2 separate regions of the Hordeum vulgare genome follow, and region 1 is linked to region 2. Evidence: chromatin contacts called from public Hi-C data. All regions are on one chromosome and are shown on one strand. The core of a region is the stretch at or near the end of the contact, and the rest is flanking DNA. Distances in the headings are between cores, read along the strand shown.

What was found. Hi-C and Micro-C count contacts between places; a contact is called where the count stands out from the background.
Region 1: a contact with region 2 is called in a Hi-C map of leaf, with 2.1 times the contacts expected there. The contact joins two enhancer-like sites. A contact is called at or near these places in 2 of 6 Hi-C or Micro-C datasets (both in leaf).

What each region holds. Positions count from the first base shown.
Region 1 is chr2H:573,497,200-573,500,328 of MorexV3_pseudomolecules_assembly, reverse strand. No RefSeq gene overlaps it. Among protein-coding and RNA genes, the nearest start is that of LOC123427391, 27 kb to the left of the region's middle. Within about 2 kb of position 1,253, at least 2 of the 3 cell types and tissues checked have open chromatin away from gene starts, as enhancers often do. A contact at or near this core is called in leaf, where this site is marked.
Region 2 is chr2H:573,432,207-573,435,826 of MorexV3_pseudomolecules_assembly, reverse strand. No RefSeq gene overlaps it. Among protein-coding and RNA genes, the nearest start is that of LOC123427390, 13 kb to the left of the region's middle. Within about 2 kb of position 2,021, at least 3 of the 3 cell types and tissues checked have open chromatin away from gene starts, as enhancers often do. A contact at or near this core is called in leaf, where this site is marked.

The DNA of each region.
Region 1 (3,129 bases), core at 4-2,503, 65 kb before region 2:
TTTGCTAGAAAAGGCAAAGAAAACGCTCAAAGCACGACACTCGGCGGGGACTGAAAGCTCACCAAGTGGTGCGCTCTCAACCCATGAAAAATGACTCTTGCAGTGGCTCTCAGAGGAGTACTACCTAATTGGTTGCTCTCTTATTTCCCGCTATTTGTCCCAAATTGTCAAGGCTACGTGAGAGATTTTGGGTGGGGCTTTCAGCGATCACGGTTTTGAAAACTTTCTAGAGGTTTCTAACTGATCTTTTTTCCCTTCTGTTTAGGGCTTATTTTTATGTTTCAATTTAGTTTTCATTCTGTTCTTTTTTCTTTATATTTCCACTTTCCTTTTTTCTTATTATTTTATAGTTTTTTTGTTTCTTTTATTTTTCATCTTTTTTTTATGTTCTCAAAAAATCAGATATTTTAAAAATGTTCTCATTTTTTCAAATTTGTTCAACTGTTCAAAAACTGGCCCTGTTTTGAAATACAGGTTTTACAGAAAATATTTGAAAATTCAAAATAGCTATAATTTTAAAATTGCCAAAAATGGCATTTATAAATTTTGAGCACAAATACAAGAGAATGTTCTGCTTTCAAATATTTCTCTAATTCAATGAATATTCATGTTTTAAGTTTGTGCACAAATTTAAAACAAGTTCTGGAATTTTAAAAATGTTTGCAATTCCAAAAATTATTTGTAATTTCCACAAATCTTTGCTTTTTCAATTTTTTCCTGTTTTTCAAAGAAATGTTGTTATTTGGATCTTTGTTCCTATTTTCCCAAAATATGTTTGACTTTCTAAAAAGATGTCCGCGTTTCCTCAAAATCTTTGACTTTTGAAAAAAATGTTCACAAATATGGAAAGAGTCACGTTTCAGAAAATATTTACTTTCTTCAAAAATAAAATAACAGTCAAAATTTCAAAAACAAAGAGATATGTCGCTGCTTATGGTTCATACAAAGTGGCCTGCCAATTTAGACACCAAATCTGAGTAACTATAGTGTCTAGCGACGTGGTTCACTGGCGGGACGTCCTGTGTTTGATCCCTTGCATGCACCCTTTTTTGGAAATTTTGCAAACTGGTGTTTGAGTTTTGCTACTGCTGTTAGTTTGTTTAAGTTTCATGTTGCAAATCTTGCACCAGATCTAGAGTCGCTCTTGCGTAACAATAGTCATCACATATTTGATCCCAGCGGCAACGTGCTCCTATTCATGCCAATTTTCACCTCACGGCCGTGGTGCCACTGCAAATGTGCCGGCCCAGGTGAGTTATCCTATGTGAAATGCTGACTTCCTGGGGCATCCCTATGTTCGGCTTCAAATGGGCCGGCCTATCTGCACGGGAGGCCGCGGCCTTTTTTTCCTGTTCTAGTTTTTTTTGCTATATATTGTACTTTCTTTATATTTTAAAATATTTTACATATGTATAAAAACATATTATAAAACACATTAAAAAATGTAGAATCATTATTAAAAATCTTAATAAGTATTTAAAAAATGTTTGATAAGTATTTAGTGTTTTAATAAATATTAAGAATGTTGAACAAGTATTTTACAAAAGTCAAGTATTAAAAATTGTTGAGTAAGTATGCAAAAAATGTTGACCAGTTATCTGAAAAATCTTAAATAAGTATTCAAAATATTGCACAAGTATTTAAAATGTTGAGTAAGTATTAAAAAATGTTCAATAAGCATTTAAAAAAAATGAATAAGCGTTCGAACAATATAGAACATATGTATACAAGAAAATGTTGACCAACGAGGAGACTAGGGATCGATTCCTGATTGTTCCCATTTCTTTTCTCTTTTTAAGACCGTGGGCGCGCACAACAAGATGCCCCAACTCTATAATTCTTGGCGTGATCGAGCCTTCGCGCATTGCTTAAGGTGAGAAATAGCCGCTGCGATCTTCTTGTTATAATGGAGGTCTCTCACTCGCAACTCATTCCACGGGGATCCAATTCGGCATTTTGCCGACCATTGTTTCTTTTCTTATTTTTCGAGTTTCTCCATATCAGTGTGGAGAATCATAGTTGGTGTTTAAGACGGGCCCTCTCCTCCAACAAGTTGGCGACCTGACTAGATCACCCACATGTTGTTGGACTTTTGCTACGCACGAGGACGAGCAATCACTTCAAAGGCATGCCTTTGGTCCAAGTTGAAGTACAATTAGGCCTCTCAAACCCTAGTGCAGTACTACAACATTTGTACTGCTTCCGTCTTGTGCAATTGCGTGCTCAAACAAAAGTTAGCCTCGTAGGCACCTAACACCACCACCAAATGATATAGTAGTGTACTGAAAAACATAATACTGGAAAGAATGGAGGAGCGCCACATAGGAGTGCGTAGACGAGAGCCCAGATCAGCTAGCTAAGTTCGTCTTGTGGAAAAATGAGAGAAGAAATAAAGGCTATGCTGCATATATACGCTACACGGATCATATGAGATGCGCCGCTTGTCAGGATCCTCGAACTGACCTCTCCGACAGGGACAACACGCGGGTGATTCGGATCGGAGGGAAGCCAGGCAGGCAGGCAGAGAGAGTCCTCTCCCCACACTCATCTCAGACATCTTCGTGATCATGATCAGTGATTGCTGCTTGCCCTAAATCGTATTTTCTCTTCTTTTCCACCCCATGTTTCAGTAATTTGGTCGTGTGTATATTCGATCGATGTATTAATTAGCTCTTGATATCGTGTTGCAAATATGCCGACGGCGATCTGGACTTCGAGGATCAATGCTACACATGATAAGAGAGAGCTTGATCCTACTCTGTCTATGAAGAAGACCCAAGAGGCTCTAGCTGTGCTCGAGCTACCTCGTGATCATGCTCGGCTTCTCCCGGGCCACGGTTGGCGACCATCAGACGAGGGATGGGTCAAGATCAACACTAATGGCAGTGTTGCAATGGAATCTAGAAGAAGCGGAGCAGGAGGGGTCGTGAGTGTAGGAGATTAGGTTTAGGTTGTGCAACACTCAATATTGATTGGATGCACTAGGCACGTATATATAGATACAAGATGGACCTCTACCTCAACTATACAAGGGACTAGGAGGAAGGCCCAATAACACAATATACATGCATAAATATATATTCAACCCCCCCGCAGTCGAAGCGTCGCTGTAAGTGCATCTAGTGCCCC
Region 2 (3,620 bases), core at 772-3,271:
TTCTGCTGCGGTGCAAAGTGTCACATTTTGTAAAATGGTGGTTTTCTGAGAGCTATGCCGCTAATGTGGTGGTTTGATGGATTTAACTCACCTCACTTTAACACAAAAATATCCAATTCGATTAAAAGATAGGAATCATACTTTCAGCGGGTAAGGTCGGCTCACAAAATGGAAGTCGTGAGATAGGAAGAAGATCACGGAGAAATAACTGAATTAGGGATCAATCCATATGCGGCTTCCCTTCTCCCCTTTCCCATAGTAAACCAGCCAATAGTATCCATTCTTTTTTATAGCAAGGAAAAGGGGAGCACAATGGATTGACCCGTCGACTCCAGGAAGATAGCCGATGGTTCCCAACTCGCAGTCAATCGTTCTGATGACGCTATTCTCTAGACAAGGTTGAGTTGCGTGAGTGTTAATAAAACCGTCAGCTTCCTTCCCCACTCACCCCCCTCACTTTAACACAAAAAATCCAATTTGATTCAAAGATAGGAATCACACCTCCAGCAGGAAAGGTCGGCTCACGAAATGAGATGGAAAGAAGACCAGAAAGAAAGATCTAAATTAGGATCAAACCATACACGGTTTGCCTTCTCCCAATCCCCATAGTAAACCAGCCAATAATACCCATTCTTTTTTAAGAGAAGGAAAAAGGGAGCACAAGTGAAGTTTTTGCTTCCGAGCTCATATGTTCCCTCGTGGATAGTAAAATCAAAAATAAAGTAAAAAATCTATGGTAAACTTTGGCAAAAGTTTTGTATGATTACAAAATTTCAGCTCTAAAGAGCATTTGTGGAAGTCGTGGAGAAAAAAAATTGCTGCTCCAAAAAATGCTAGTTTCGGATACATTTTAGACTGTTGATTTTGTTTTTTTCGCTATAACTTGCAGGAATATTATTTGGTGCTGAATTAGATACGCATGTAAAATATTTGTCAAAGTTTATTAATATTTTACTACTTTTTTGATTTTACTATTCACAAAGGAGTATTTGAGCTCGGGAGTAGAATATGACTTTCCACACAAAGGCTAGATCTATGTTCTCGAGGAAGATAGGCAACGATGCTAGCATCCGCACCAGCCTATTGTTCGTGATAAGTAGGAGTAGAAGGGTGTGATTTACTTGAAGCGAGTCAAGCCGGTTTTATCCGGGTTTTTCTTTTCTTTTATTTTTGTTTTTCATCTCCATTTTTTCATTATAATTTTATTTGGTTTATTTTGTTTACTTTTTTGTTTTCTTTGTTTCTTTTGATTTTCATTCTACATTTGTTTTATACCAAAACATTTTTTAATAGACGTATAACATTTTTGCCAATACAAAATATTTTTAATATTTAGTCAATATTTTTTCTATACATATTTAAAAAATAAATCAAATGCTTGATTAATAATTTTTAAATACAAGGTTAACTTTTTTTGAATCAATGGTCAATTTGTCTGCTATGCATACTTTCAAACTTTTTTAAATGCTTGAATAATATTTTTCAAATGCAAGATTAATATTTTTTAATACATGTTCAATATTTTTATTTATGCCCATTTAATATTTTTAAATGCTTGATTAACATTTTTAAATACAATACTAATATTTCTTGAACACATGGTTAACAGTTTGTCTAAACACATTTAGCATTTTTCAAATGCTTATTTAACATTTTTCAAATACTTGTTTGACATTTTTACAAATTCTTGATTAATATTTTTATATTCATGATAAAAATTCATCATTTTTCAATACATGGTTTTGTTGTATACATTTAACTTTTTCAAATGCCTGATTAACATTTTTGAAATGTTTGTTTAGCATTTTCCAAATGTTTGGTCAATATTTATCAAAATTTTTATGTATAGTTATTTTTGTAATATATTTATTTAGAATATTTGAAAGTATAAAAAAAGTTAAAAAAGCAAAAAGAACAAAAAACAAGGTTGTTGTTTCCCGTGCGTCTGGACCATCCCAATTCGCGGCACCCTTCAGCGAGGTTCCCTATGTCTGGCTGAATGCGAGACATAGGGGTGCCTGTCTCCTCCTCGTTGTCAATGTCGTGCACTTCTCTGATATGGGACTGGACCACCTTGGACATGAGTGCATGGGCCATGAGCCACTCATTAGACAGTCTCCAGCTTTACGCTGAAAACCTCCTTGATTTCTATACAACCTTTTTCTAAAAAAAAAAACAGATTGCTAAAAAAACTAAAAACCTCCTTGCTAGCTAAAAAAACTCCTTGCTAGTTCCTGGGTAACATTTTACCGGAAGAGTGATCTCTTCGTGTTTTTGATTGACCTTCTTGGTCATGTAACAAATAGACTTTGTCCCCCTCTTCTTAATTAATTAGATGAAGGAAATCTTTTGCCTCTGTTTTAAAAAAACTTCTCACTTTGTTTCCAAAAATAATAATATAAAGTTGTTCTAGAAAAGACCCTCCTTGCCACCTGCTCAAACAATTTTGTTGCTCACAACAGCAGACTTCATCTCGCCTCCGTAATTTGTTTGAGACGACGTATGGAGCCCGTGTCTAACTAGTTGTACAATCACTACCTAATCATGAGGTTTGTTACTTGTGGTCCATATTGACCAAAGAACAACGGCAATCCAAACCAAGATCAAACATTTCATTTCACGAGCAAAAGCATGAACCCACCGATTCAACAACTGATCCACTTCGCTCACTAGTAAGGATGCTATCATGAGCCACCAGCCAAATTAATCGTTTGATACCCAAAGGAAACCTTATTTTTCGCAGTTATTTTTGTGGGAAAGAGGTATCCATCCACTACAATTCTAATAGAAAGAACTAACAGTGAATCTGCCATTTGTTTTTGTAAGAGGCCAAACAACATCATCTTTTAAACACCCCGCAAAAAAATCATCTTTTAAATCTACTAGACTTATTGACATTGTCATCAGCTTGCTTCAGTGATCTGTGTTCTTTCTCATAAAGCATACTTTCCTTCCCTCACTAAAGCAAAAATCATACTTCCTCTGTTCCTAAATATAAGTCTTTTAGAGGTTGCACTAATGGACTACATATGGATGTATATAGACATATTTTAGATTATAGATTCATTTATTTTGCTTTGTACGTAGACTTGTAATGAAATATCTTAAAAGACTTATATTTAGAAATGGGGGGAGTACAAAATAGGGAATGGCTAATACAGTGGTGCATCCCTATACACTAGTCCTCTCAAAACCTCAATCCTTTCTAATTCTAATTCTTGTTTTACAACATTTGTAAAAAGTATTTTTCACATGTAACGGGCCGCTCCAAAACATGGAGTCACCTGCCCTGCTTTTAAACAAAAAGAACACTTGTTCGTAACATAAATGATACTACCTTTTGCTAAAGTCCTCTACCATTTTCCAAACTCTTATTTCCAGATCTAACACCCCGGACCTGTTCATCAAGTTGATAGGAGTGGCGATAATGTTAGCAAGATGATGACTTTAGATTTATTGATTGATGTATTGAAATGATTGCATGCATCGTCCTGATGAAGAGGCCGAATGTCATTCTCCTTTTTAGAAAAGAAAAAGAAAAGAAAAAAAACACCTAGAACCAGTCTACAACTTTTGGCTAGGCCACTAAATGATACCACTTCCTCACGGCACATCCTCTT